2 separate regions of the Danio rerio genome follow, and region 2 is linked to region 1. The links are chromatin contacts, called in public Micro-C maps. All regions are on one chromosome and are shown on one strand. The core of a region is the stretch at or near the end of the contact, and the rest is flanking DNA. Distances in the headings are between cores, read along the strand shown. Region 1 overlaps stim1b (stromal interaction molecule 1b). Region 2 holds the start of pgap2 (post-GPI attachment to proteins 2).

Evidence for each region. A called contact is a pair of places that touch in the nucleus more often than the background predicts.
Region 2: a Micro-C map of caudal fin shows a contact between it and region 1, with 2.7 times the contacts expected there. The contact joins the promoter of pgap2 here to the enhancer-like site in region 1. A contact is called at or near these places in 2 of 18 Hi-C or Micro-C datasets (caudal fin and hematopoietic stem cells).

The regions. Positions count from the first base shown.
Region 1 is chr21:33,530,972-33,538,155 of GRCz12tu, reverse strand. It overlaps stim1b (stromal interaction molecule 1b), which reads left to right. Exons shown (of 14, transcript NM_001202541.1): 9 at 6,504-6,681. Among named protein-coding and RNA genes, the nearest start is that of stim1b, 62 kb to the left of the region's middle. Within about 2 kb of position 5,700, at least 18 of the 62 cell types and tissues checked have an H3K27ac peak or open chromatin away from gene starts, as enhancers often do. A contact at or near this core is called in caudal fin, where this site is marked.
Region 2 is chr21:33,652,992-33,660,319 of GRCz12tu, reverse strand. pgap2 (post-GPI attachment to proteins 2) reads left to right here and starts at 2,002. Exons shown (of 5, transcript NM_001013544.2): 1 at 2,002-2,471. The coding sequence starts at 2,304. ncbp3 (nuclear cap binding subunit 3) reads left to right here. Exons shown (of 13, transcript NM_200143.1): 13 at 1-347. The coding sequence ends at 111.

The sequences.
Region 1 (7,184 bases), core at 4,451-6,950:
TGTCTTTCTTTTTTTTCGCTCGACATTACGAGCACTGCTCCGTTTAAGCACTCGCAGTCTGCGTTTACTTTAGCCGGCAGAGCTCGCGCTGAGAGGAGCTCTCAGTAAGGGACCGTCGGAAAAGTGCTTATTTTTTTCAATTTTTTTTTATTTTTCGTTTTTCTGCTCCACTCAGCGCGAGCTCTCCCTGTTGCAAGGGCTTAAGTGTGTGTGAATGTGTTTGAATGAGAGACAGTGTGGTGCTATATGTGTCTGTGTGTTTATACAGACAGCATGTTATAGCCTCCCCCTAAAATATAAGACTGTTTATGGAAAGCATCGTCAATGCACCGTGATGCACCGAGATATCGAATTGAACCGAATCGATGCCATGATAATTGTAACCAAACTGTGAGACCAGTATAGGTTCACACCTCTACTTGCTACAACTGTGTTGTTCCCTGTCACAAGTGAATACAATAGGAAATGAATGGGGAGATGTGGCACCCAACCCCACCCCTAAACCCAACCGCCATTGGGAGATAAGCTAGTTATACTAAGATTGTATAAATAAGATCCTTCAAATTCATATGAATTAGCCACTAAATCAAAGTGTTGGATAGCGTTAGATCCTCCAATGTGAATTAACTTCCTGATGAAACAATGTATCATATCTTCACAGAGACTAGACAGGTGTCTGTTATGTGAACCCATCTGTGTGTGTTTGTTTGTTTGTTTGTTTCTTTCTTTCTTTTTTTCTTTCTTTCGACCAAAGTATACCTAGTGCTTTGTGTCCACACTCACCATCTATACCCTCGGCCACTGTTCCCTACATTAGTGCACTTATATAGTCCGATTGAAGGACTGAATGAAAATTCGAGCATTCAGTGAACAGGAAGGGATAACGTTTTGTTTGTGTTTTGCTGGTTGATAAATCATTCAGATGGATTCAAATGTCAATTTCTTTGGTCAGACCCTGTGATCATTATTTTAGCGAGCTGTCTATTGGTAATGGAACAGAGTATTTTAATTTCTGTCATCTATTGCAGCAGTTCCCAACAACGGGGTCCCAGCCCACAAGGGGGCCTTAGCGAGCTCTGTGAAGGGTCACACCATATTTGTAACATTTTTTAGCAGTGGACAATTAGGAGAACGATCATGTTGACTCAGTATGTTTTTTTTCCCCTGGCTGACCAAAAATGGACAAATTTGTAATTTGTTCTCCACAAAAAAGACTGAATCTCACTGATTCACCTTCAGCAGCTAGTACTAAGCATACTGGACCCAGGTGAGGAAGCTCTAAACATTTCAGGGCCCAGCGCTAGCAATACTGGAAACACAAAATGCAGGAAATACCAAGACAGTTACCTGAGCTATGGTTTTATTCCATTTTCTCATAGCAAAGAGAGTTCTTGGTCTAGCCACAGTGTATTATCTGCACCAGAGTTCTTGCTAACAAATCGTCACCTTAGAATTGAAAGGTTCTTTCTGCATTCTAAATGATTTTGAGATTTTGAGCTTCAATGTCTTTGCATTATATATAGCAAACAACGTGTGTAACAGTTCTCGTTCATGCATTAACATGACAGAGACCCTAAGGGTTCTCTAAATGTAATTGATCAAAGTTCTCTTACATTTGCAGATTGGAGTAAATAAAACACGATAAATGCAGATAGAACCTTCTCATTCTGAAAAGTCATTTTCCACTTGGAATTATAAGGTTCTAACTGGCAGATCATTCATTGAAGCATTACTTATCAAGAAATACAATCAAAAATATATAATTTAGTGTTGTAACAAGTACAAAATATTTTTTCCAGTGCAGTTGTTTATTTTATCTAATTAATGTTTATATTTATTAAATTTTATGCTTTAAATAAATTATTGAATTATATGCCCCATTAATTAAATTAGGTATTTGCCCTTCAAGGCTTAATATTAAACTTATTGGGCTCTATTTTGACGGTCCATGCGCAGAGCGCAAAACGCAGGGCGCAAACGCTTTCAGGGCGTGTCAGGACGCGTTTTTGCTTATTTAAGGACGGGAAATTTGCCTTGAGCCATGGCGCATGGTCTAAAAGGGTTGAGTTCATTTTCTAAATGAGTTATAGGTGTGTTTTGAGAATAAACCAATTAGAGTCTCATCTCCCATTCCCTTTAAGAGTCAAGAGCGCATTCGCTATTTACAGGACGCAAATTTAACTACTTTCTGTCTTAACTACTTTCACATTCGCTCTTGGATAGGGAAACCTTTACGCACAGACATCAATTAGTCTGTAAATAAATACTTTTGTTTGTTAAGCGCAAATATTCGTTTCAAAACGGTTTCTTAATTCAGTTCTAATTTCCAGCAAACGAATAAATGAATAATAATAACAAAATGTGCTCAAAAACCTGAGTTATATCCTAAAACACATGCTGTGCCCCATATGGTCTAAAACCTGACAAGTGGGCAAATCTAAGCTTGTTTTTAATCAAACAAATATAAATATGGATATAATAAATAATACTGCTAATAATAATAACATTATAAAAAAGCAAATTGTTATGAATGAACTGAAAAAGCCTCCTGAGATGAAGAAGACATAAAAGCAGTCATTTTTCATATTTATGTAGGCTAGAAAATAGTATGTTTTGTAATATTTTAATCCTTTATATTTATATTCTATATCTATTCTTATTATATCCTATATATATCCTTAATATTTAAAGTTTTTCATATGTAAAGATATTTGCCTATTGCTCTCTTGTGCGTATTAAGCAGTGTGTAAGCGAGGCGCAACTCTGCGCTGGAGTTTAGACCGGGTTAGTTTTGGTCTAATGAAAAATCTATTATAGTTTCTCAAAATAGCAACGCGCCAGCAGTCCGCCTCAGAACGCCTTCCTTTTTAGACCAGAACGCCTAAGGGCGCACAAATGATAAAAAAGACAAAGACAAAAGACAAAAAATAAGCGGCCTCTCACAAATTTGCAAAATCAAAAACTGCAAACATAAGTACTTTCCGGGGCGTATTTCGCTGTCTCCAGAAACGTCCACAGGACTACGTTTTCAGAATGAGCCTGGGTTTGTTAAAATCCAGAAATATACAAACAAAAAATATCCTAAAAAAAAGATCATATGCTTCAGTGGCTCATTTGAACCATAATCAAGTGACAAGAAAATATTTGTGCACTGGTAAAACAAAACAAGAACTTTACTCAACAGTTTCTTCTCCTCGGTGTCAGTAAAGGGTGTGCTTTGCACTCGTTATTCATGTCATGCTCACTTGAGCCTCTGAAATATTACTTCAGAGGAGCCTGTACTTTATTTCCAATACAGCAACACATGCCCTATACTGACAAGAAGGAACTGTAAAATAAAGTCCTTCGTTTTGCAGGTATCAATGGTTTAGAACGACGTGAGTGTGAGTACTTAATAACAGAATTTTGATGTTTGGGTAAACTCCCCTTAACTCTTTTCCATTGAAGTAGCACTTTCATGATATACTGAAACACTCAAGGTAACTTCAAATCCAACAGTGCCTTATTTAAAAACCCAAACCAGGAACTTGTGTGTCCAGTAGAAGTGTTGTTTTTTATTTCCTACTATCTTTGTCTGTTCAGGTCAAAAGACTCTAGCAGGGTGATGCAAGCATCCCTTGAAAGTCCTTAAATGGCAAAAGGACGGGCAGCACTGTTGCTGAATCCCAGCTTCAGACAGTCACACTATCTCGCTGCACGCTCAGTTCAGCTGGCGCCCGCTGCGCCGAGGCAGAACAGAAAACCCGTCTCTGTCTTTTTTCAGAGGTCACAGGTCTCGGAGAAGCTCATGATTCAAACTTCCTTTCTTTACGGTGCATTAATTTAAAGCAATGGCCTTATAAGGAAGAAGGATGTAGATCGGTGTATTAGTTTGTTGGAGGAAAAGCTGTGGCGGAGGAATGTTTGTTGAGTGCGGTGTGATTAAGTCACTGTGCAAGTATGGCCGGTGTTACGGCGCAACACATTGATCTGTGTGTATGTGTGTGTGGCATTTCTGTCCTGTCCTTCACTCTAAATCCCCTTTGGAACAGAGGTCAGGACACCTCGTTTACACTTTGATCCACATCACGCAGTCCAGTTTAATACAAGTGGTGCTTATATCTATCTGTCTCGCTTTGAGTCTGTCTATCTATCTATCTATCTATCTATCTATCTATCTGTCTGTCTGTCTGTCTGTCTGTCTGTCTGCCTATCCATCCATCCATTCATTCATCCATCCGTCCGTCTGTTTATCTGTCTATCTGTCTATCTATCTGCCTACTTGTCTGTTTGTCTGTCTGTCTGTCTGCCTGCCTGCCTATCTGTTTGTTCGTCCATCTCTGTCTGCCTGCCTATCCATCCATCCATCCATCCATTTATCCATCCATCCATCTGTCCGTCCATCTGTCTGTCTGTCTGTCTATCTATCTATTCATTCATCCGTCCGTCCATCAATCTGTCTATCTGTCTATCTATCTGCCTACCTGTCTGTTTGACTGTCTGTCTGCCTGCCTATCTGTCCGTCCGTCTCTGTCTGTCTGTCTTTATCAAAACATCTTTCTGTCTATTTATATATCTGTCCATGTGTCTATTCATCCATCCATCCACCCATCCATCCATCCATCCATCCATCCATCCATCCATCCATCCATCCATCCATCCATCCGTCTGTCCTTCCATCTGTCTGTCTGTCTGTTTCTGTCCAAACTATCCTTGTCTGTTTATCTAGATATCTGTTCATCCTTCTGTCTTTCTGTCTACACATTTCCTCTATCTCTTGTCTATATATAAATGTCTATCTATCTTCTAGCCTGTCTATATCTTTCTGTCTCTGTCAAGCTTTCTTTTTGTCTCTCTGTCTGTCCACATGTTGCTTCTGTCTGTCTATATATATATATATATATATATATATATATATATATATATATATATATATATATATATATATATATATGTTTGTCTGCCTTTTCTCTCTATTTGTATGTATTGTTTGTTTCTGTCTTATAAAACAATCTTTCTGTCTATCTATTTATCTGTCCATCCATCCATCTGTTCATCTGTCTCTCTCTACTCTTTTCTTCTGTCTCTTGTCTTTATCTTTCCGTCTCCTTTCTGTCTCTATCTGTATCTGTCTGTCTCTGTTTATATGTCTGTCTACCCAGTTTCTTTCCTCATAATTTCGTGTAGCTGTTGTTTGTAGTTCATTTTCTTCCTTTTCCATTTATCTACTGCTCCCCTTCCTAATTATTAAGTGTTTGTAATGTTCTTGGCCACTGTCATGTCAGTGACAGTTTGATTTATACTTCACTTCCTGTTTGAACTGGGACTACATCAGCATGAGAGAAGCCTTTATAACCCACTCCTCTTATTATCCTTCCACCCCCTGTTATTTCTCCTTTCTCTTTGACTAATAAAGGACAAAAGCAATCGGCTGAAAGTCTAGAGAAGACAACACTGTATGAATATATCCCAGATAAGATGATTTCAATTATTTTAAATTGAATCAGATACTCCAAGACTTGAAAGTGGATCATTTTAGTCACATGAACGCAGCTAAATTTAGCCGTCTGGATCTTCCAGTGTGGAGGATGAATTTCCCTGTAACACTGTAAGGACGTTTTAATACAGAATTACCACACCGAACAGGCCACATCTTGTTCGGAGAAGGAAGAGGTGTGGTTGAATCTTGCAGACCCAGTTGCCTTTTAATTCTCACTCATTTATGCGGTACGCCACCTGCAGGTAAGTAGGTGGTACTGCATTCACCAGGTTTAGCAAGAAGTGAACAGTGGTTCATCCAAAGCAGTGTTTCCCAATGTAAGGGTCGGGACCTCCCGTGAGGTTATGGGACAAGGAGCGAGGGTCGCTTGGTAATTTCCAAAAATTAAATTCATTTTATTTAAACTAGTAGACTTAACCTACAGTAGAAAAAAAAAATAATAGTTACATAAAGCAAATAAAAAGCCATCAGCCTTTCGACCCCAGGGGTGATAACGTTATATTAAAGACAAAGCAATAGTGTCAGATGCAACAGATTGCTTTTATGGCACTAGGTTAAACTTTCTGACCTCCTTACGGCACTCATGTATATTAAAAATAAATTCAGGCTAATACTAAACATGGAGAATGGCCTTCGAGTGGCGTTCTCCAACATTAATCCATGAATAGACTTGGGCCTATTGGCATGTGTGCACCATTGTGTGCAAGGTTTATATCTTTATAACCACCTCAGACGATATTGGGGGTTGCGAGCCACTGGCATGGTTATTTTTGGGGGTCATGAATTGAAAAGTTTGGAAACCCCTGATCTAGAGCATACTGTAGGTCTCAAACTAGATTCCTGGAGAGCCACAGCTCTGCACAGTTTTGCTCCAACCCTAATCAAACACAGCTGATCCAACTAATCAAGGTGTTCTAGACTACTAGAGACATTGTGGTTGGAGCTAAACTATGCAGAGCTGCAGCCTTCGAGGAATTGAGTTTGAGACCATTGATCTATAGATTGATCATGTGTTTGTGTTCAGGCTGCAGATTGCACAGGAGGAGCATCACACGGTGGAGGAAGAGAAGGTGAACCTGGAGCGAGAGATGCGGAGCGAGATTGAAGCAGCCAAGGAGGAGGCGCAGAGACTCCGAGAGCTGCGTGAAGGAACGGAGAACGAGCTGAGCAGACGGAAATATGCAGAGCAGGAGCTGGATCAGGTACAGCACCACAAGTACTTAAAGACATCGTTCTCCCAAATCGTTCTCTCATTTATTTACGATTTACTGGCATTCAAGTGGTTTCAAACCTTTAGAAGTTTCTTTCTTTTTAGTTTAGGTTATTTGTTTACAGGGGCAGTCCACAATAACCATTACTGCAAAATGGGCCAGAATTAGCTAAGTATGGCTATTTTTCATCTGTAGACTCTTGACAGAATGTTCAAAAGTCACAACTAAAAATAGAAACAAAGCATAATAACACAAAATACACACATACACATATTCATACATACACACACACACACACACATACACACATACATACATACATAAAATATGTAAAAGACAAGGAGATAAAGTAACAAAAAAATATGGCAGCAGGAGATGACATTCTGTTGAACACTATTCTGACACCAAACACCAAAGAAGATATTGTGAAGAAAGCTGGATACCTGTAACCATTGACAAAGGAACAAACACTATGGAAATCAATGGTTACAATA
Region 2 (7,328 bases), core at 753-3,252, 130 kb before region 1:
CAGAAAGAGCAGCAGTCCAACAAGATGAAGAAAAGCAGACTGGACAACCTTCCGTCGCTGCAGATCGAGATCAGTCGAGACAGCAGCAACGGCTCCGACAGCGACTCCTGACTCACTCACTGAGAGTTGGAGGGCATCTATAGACTGGGCCAAGAGACCCTGATATCCAAACTTAAACATTCCCAAAATCCCAACTCTCATCAGTCTAGAAACGTCACACTTTTCCTCCAGAAACCAAGGTGCAGGTTAGGGTTTTGTTTTGACTTCTCAAAGAAAAGGCAGAGGATGAAGCTGTCATGTTTTTTTTTTTTCCTTCAAAAGAAAATAAATTATATTTTGACATACAATCAGAGCCCATTTCAAATACACAGTGAAGCATTTCTCATGAATTCAAGCAATGTGATCCGATTGCCTTTTAGCAATACTTTTTTTTTTTAATCCAGTCATGACTCATGTTTTATCATTATCACTGTGGATTTGATGATGTGAAGAAAATAATGGTGTGTTTTTTTACAAGCATTATAATATCCACTCACACATACTGGACCTGGATGGATCAGTGCTTTATCTTACACAGTCCCGAAAAAGAATAGCACATAATGTAGCCAATGTAATAATGCTCCCTCAAATGAATGGTTCACATTCCCTAAATACATGTGGTCAGTGAAACATACAAGAGCAGCATTGTATGTTGAATAAAAGTTGTTGTTTTTTTTTATATCAGATTGGGTCTAGAAATTTGTATTTCCACCATATGACATCTTTATTTAAAATAACACAAACATTTTGTTAATTGTTACTGAAAAAAAAAATAATAGAAATGATCTGAAATACTTAGCGCAAAAATGTTCTCATCATTTTTTTAAATGATTTCAAAACCTTTGTGTATATACGATCATCAACGTTTGAAGTGGATCAAAAAAGTTTTTCAAAGTTGTCCTTAGACACGAATGCCTATTGTTCATTAGTTTTAGGACAACTTTGATGAAAGATTTTGATCCACTTCAAATGTTGACTACACTATACAGAAGTCAACATTTGAAGATGATCAAAACAGTTTTTAAAAATTATCCTAAGACAAGAATGTGACTATTTTCAATTTCACAAGGTTGTTTTTACAGCATCGCTGTTGTAATGTAATTGCAATACAGTCAGTTAGCATTCATTTAGTTGTTCAAGTGTAAATCGAGATGAAAGACCGTTGTAATCACTAGTGCTGTCAGCAACAGGCTAGTGCAGAAATTCCATTGAAAATACTGGGGTAAAATAATTTGTCATTTTAAAGACATGGAAAGTGGATTTTAATGCAGTGCCTCTTGTACGATCTGAGACCCACTTTAATTTGTATATCTAATAGGCAATGAAGAGCACTAATTTTTAAAGAAATCAGATCTTAAACTTCACAATTTTGTAATGGAAAGACAGTTCACCAGAAACCCTTATGGGCTCCCTGGCTGAAAATGTAAAGTCTGTGTGCATATAGCCCATTGTGTTTGTAACAAGATGTTTGAGAAGCTGACGACAGTCTTGGTAATTTGGTTACCAACATTAAATAATTGAAGGCAATCATAATGGAGACACTACTGCAATTAGTAACAATAGGATTTAATGCCAGCTATGGCCATGTTTATTTGGTTTGAATGCGATTCTGTTTAGTTATTTACATTGATTGTTTTCGTTTGTACAAGCCAAAAATCACCAAAAGCAGGCATAACAACTTTTTTGCAGTTTAAGGTTGTTTTTGGGCATATCAATCACACATCTGATGCTAAATTTAAAAATGTGCATTAAAATAGGATTATGGAAAAACTACATTGGGTACTCCTTTCTAACATTCTTCATAATATATATTTTTCGTGTTTAACAAAAGAAAAACAGGTTGAATGAAAAAAAATCATTTTGGGGCGAACGATCCCTTTTAAAAACACCACGAGGACTTTGATTTTGAAATGTAGATTCCGCGTGACCGGATGTTTCCACGAATCATTCACATCCAGTCGGAAAACTTAGACATTTTAACCAAATTAAAACATTAACGACTTGTTTATTAAACGCAGCTTAATCCAGAACTCCTCTGTAGTTAAACCAACGCCACAAATTTAAAGTTTCAGTATATTTCGCAAAGCATGTTAACGCTAAGTACTTCAGTGATAACCAGCAGCGACTTTAAATCGGTTTCAGTTTCAACTTAAGCTAATTGTCAGACATGTAAGGTTAGTTCAGAGACTAGGTTGGAGCCATGGGCTACAGGGAGTCTGTCTGTCGCTTGTGACACATCAGGGGATGTAATTAGTCCAGGGAAGATGCAACAGGTCCCGTACGGTTCTGTGGATCGAGACAAGCCTCTGATCCGCGTGCCGTTCACCCGGCTAGCGGTGATTACGGTGTGTTTGCCTCTGCTCGGCCTCGTCGCCTGTATCGTGCTGGCGATGCTCTACCACTACAATGATGCCACATATACACACTGCCAGGTGAGAAAACGGGCACACACACGTCCCTGGACATTGGGATGAAGTTGTTTTTGCATTCGCACATTCATTTATTCATTCATTCAGTGAACAGTGTTGTACTTTGAGAGTGTTTGGCTGCTAGTATGATTTCCATATTTAGAATTTGCTTAGCATACTATTCTGAAACTATATTATTGAGCAGAAAGTCTTAATGTGCGAATACAAAATCAACCCGTAGCCTGTCTGGCGTGGTTCTTTTTTTTTTTTTTTTGCCCCAACTATGAGGTTTAAATACTGCTTAAATACTTTTAATGACGTTTAAAGCACTCTTTTTATCTGCACTCGCTTGTCGAGTGGTCAGCATTATCCCACTTTTTATTTTTAATGTACCAAAATATTTCCTAAAGATTTAGAATAAAAAAGTGTAAAAAAAAAAATTTGATTGTGTTATTGTTAAAATACAAATTTATCCCATCATATATCATTAGATGGGAAAATTGAATGTTACGGCTTTGGGTAAATTGTTTTGTAAATTAAGTAAAAGAGATTGTCGTTTATTGGGCAAATAACAAACTGGCCATCACATTCAACTTTCCCGTCAGAATTTGTCCACTCGAATAATAAATGCCATAACATGTTTTCGACCGATACATTTTCGGTGGTGGAAAATTCGGTGCATCTCTAATATCAGCACGCTTTTCCCATTGTTTTTACATTTCTTCTGTGTGATGGGCTCCTTGATTATTATAGAGTAAGAAAAGTCCAGAGCTTAATGTTGTTATTGACATAAATTTTCACGATTCGATATAATATCGTTTATCATCCCAGCCCTAAAGAATAATATGTGGAGCTTCCTGATTTTTCTAGCCTCTCTTGTAAAATGTACATTTGAAAATTCATGGAAAACAACAATAGCCTAATTAGTGTTAAAATGTAATTTTATAATCTTCAGAATTAAAGTTTTTAATGATCGTTTTTTGTCTTTGAAGACTAAGGTCTAAGATTTAGAATAAAAGTTACTTGTAAAATGTTTTTACTATTTAACAACACATTAGGTCAGTAGTGAAAGATAACTTCACTTTCGTCAGTTTCTTCTCAGTCTTAAAGCCTTCTTCAATAACATATTTCCACAATTTATGATGGCAAAATAGGACAAATGAGCTCATGTGTGGGACAAATTCTGGACCTTTGTCAAAGAGGTGTGGGTCTTAACCACCAGAAACCACCCCTGGCAACGGGCCTAAATAGTGTTTCTGAACCATACTGTTGTAAAGTACTTGAATGAATTTGTTGTAATAATGTTATAGTTGATGTGGTAATACAGCTCGTAGGGTTGTGACGATGAGGAAGTTTCCCCACCGGTTAATCGACATGTGACAAGACCGGTTATACCGTTATCACAGTCGGAGTGGGAATTTCCTCTTTTTCTCTTTTTCCTGCTTTTAAATAGCTTATGAATGCGTGCGTATAATATTTTCAGTTTTGCAGGAATTGCCAATTCGGCGTCAATTGTTTGAATGGACAAGAGGAAACTACAAAAAAAATCACTGTTATTAAACACATAACTTTTATTAACATAACGAAAAAACACAACAATGCTATAGGCTGAAAAAACTGTGGAAGTTGGAATCAAACAAATAACAACCATAAAAACCTAACGTATTATATAATAATAGCTTAGTCCTCATGAACTTTCCGTTTATGAACACATTAACAAACCTATAGGCTATTGAAGAATAAACCGAATATGAAATGTGATCCTTGCATAATGATCAAAACTAAACAAGCTAGCACTCATTTTATATATAAACTAAATAAAAAAAGAAATGTTAAGAAATTGAACATTATGTAAAACAATTTAAAGACTACAGGCTAAATAAAAGTGCCTCGTCAGAGCTAAACATCACCGCACATGTGTCCGTTTACAGCTTCTGCAAAGATCAGACAGCCTACAGATCACACAATCTCAATAAACAACATGTAAATGTATAAATATTTCGATAAGTATTGTTATGGAATGTTTATAAGTATATGATCTTGCTTTTTTGGTTATATTGATTCCAGCTTTGAGCTCTCTCTCACAAGCGGCAGTTGACAGGAGCTGCATAAGAGCATTGTACACTACTCAGTGGCGGAATACACACAGCAAGACGTTTTATTTTTAGTTTTATTTGTTGCCGATTTGCGTGTTGTTCCTTTTTAAAAATACCTTTTATTTTTAAAATCTCTCAAGTTAATGTTGTCTATCGAGTAACATAATCTCCCTCAGATCAGATCAGTTTGGTGCGCAGTAAGACTATGACCAACACCGGCCTGTTAACACACTGCATAGACTGTAGGTCTACAGCTCTGGTGTGTTATGAATTGTATGTTTTAAATCACAGCGAGACATGCTACGTTTAGTTTTATTTGTAACATATACATTACCCAGTACACAATAAAATAATATTTTGAATGGCTTGTCTATTAGCGACGTATATATCTGTTAAGTTTAAATAGGCTGAGCATATTTTCATTAATATTAAAACACATTAATAAAAACTAGCCATCCTTTGATTTTTTTTTTCGTTTACGTATATTTTTATCAAACGAAAAATGCAATAAATTGTTTATTTTGGTTTTCTTTTTATTAGAATTAATATCATTAATAGGCTACACAACTCCTACATAACATTGGCTTCAATTGTGTTTTGACAGATATCCTACAAATAGTCTTTTTTTGGCTCAAAGACATTTATGCCTGTTAATTTCAGTGCTGTATTTTGACAAATTTCGCAAAGGCTTTAGCTTTTCCACCTGTCAGCAGCACTAAGCCTCAGTTTTGCAACTTAACTTGTGGCGTCTTGATGTCTGACAGAGAGAGAGAGATGAGGTCAAACCTCAGATTCGATGTGTGGCCGCACGTCACAGTTACTTTATTGCAATTTTTAATATTGGCTCATCTAAATGAACTTTTCATTCGATTAAAAGATGAAATATTGCCAGACAGACAAAGCAACTTTCGGTTTTTGAAGAGAGCAGCCTCAGTGATAAAAGATGCGCGCACAAACAGGATAGCCTACCCTCTTGTCGGCCTATTCTTTATTGATTTTTTAACATTAAACACATAATCAAGTGCAAAAAACAAGAGCTGAACTTCGGGAAAAGTGCTCACTGCTGTTGCCGCAATGGTTGCTTTGTTTCTCTGCAGTTGGATTGTCAATGGCGCGGCATTGCTAAATCACTCTTGTTTTAATAAAAAATAAGATATTTGTTATAATTTTATAAAAATCTTATTCTTAATAAAAAAAATAAGATATTTATTATTAATCATTGTGAGATGATGGTAGCGTGATATTTAGAATGAGAGTATGCGTTGTGTATTTATGGCCATTGATCTACCCGCGACCCACCCATAGGTGTCACTGTGGAAGAGTGATGTCACCGGTGTTGCGTCTTAAAACCGTTATCACCGTCAACACCGTCTATCGTGGCAAGCCTTCTCTATGGTAATATAAATAAATTACCCAGTGCTGTCGTTTCCTCCAACTAACTAGAGAAAATATTATACTATAACTCAACAGTTTACTGTAGTAAAAACTAAAGTATACTGCAGTATTAATTACAGTTTTTCAGTTCATTTTTACTTTTGTTAATACTATAAAATGTAAAAAGTGATTATAGCTATTATTCACTTCAAAAGCACTATAGTATTTGCTATTAATTCCAAATGTTATTTTTCAAGTATACACATAAAACATAAAAAACTGATATAAATTTTCTGAGAATACCTTGTTAAATTTCATTCAGTGTTAACAGTCGAACTCTTCATTGGCATATTTAGAACAATACATATTCAATGGCATAATAATAACAGACTCTGACAGCCTCAGATATAATTTTTTTATATTATTTTGTCATTTTGAATCTTTGTAATTTCTTACTGTCTTTTAAACCACTAGATTTTACCCTTTTAGTCACTGAAAATATAATCAAATGTATTTTAATTTAATTTTAACCTAAATGTTCTCAAAATTATTTAAGTCGTTGAAGCAGACACTTTTATATGAATTCACTTATCACAAAAGGTTTTTAAAAAGTGATTGGAATTAAATAAGTGATGTGCAAGATGTGGTTTTATCAACATCATTACAACAAAAATAGATAATACCAATTAAAAGGATAAGAGTTTGCTCTGTGTAGAACAGAAATGATTAATTATTTTTTTAACATTTTACAAAGCTTCATTATGGATGTGATGTGAATTTGTGAAAACAAATAAAATAATTTGAAAACATTGAAGACAATTTTGAGTATTTCCACAGCACTGTATAGTACAAGTCTAAACAAAGAACTTTTGTAAAAACTCAATTTTTTTTTGAGAAAATTTGATCCATTTGCATGGAAATAGCTGAAATTCTTTAATTTAAGCTTGAATTGTATGTTGATTTAACAGAAACTCTCCTTGCATAGTTTTTTTTTTAAATGGAGATTATTAGAATTAAAATGTTGACTATTCTGACTTAAAAGTCATCAGACGGACACAACTATAAGATCTAGATACTTGAAATTGCTCAACTTTTAAAAATAATTTTATATTTTCTGATATGCACAGCAAAAATTTATATTTTGATAATTTTTTTTAACAATGGTTACTTCACATACAAAAGTCAGACAGCCTCTTGGGCATAGGTCTCAAACTGGATTCCTGGAGGGCCACAGATCTGCACAGTTTTTCTCCAACCCTAATCAAACATAGCTTATCCAACAAATCAAGTTTTTCAAGACTACTAGAGACATTAAGAAGTTGTGAGTTGGAGCTAAAGTATGCAGAGCTACAGCCCTCCAGTAATTGAGTTTGAGACCATTGCTCTAGGGCAGTGGTTCTCAAACTTTTGT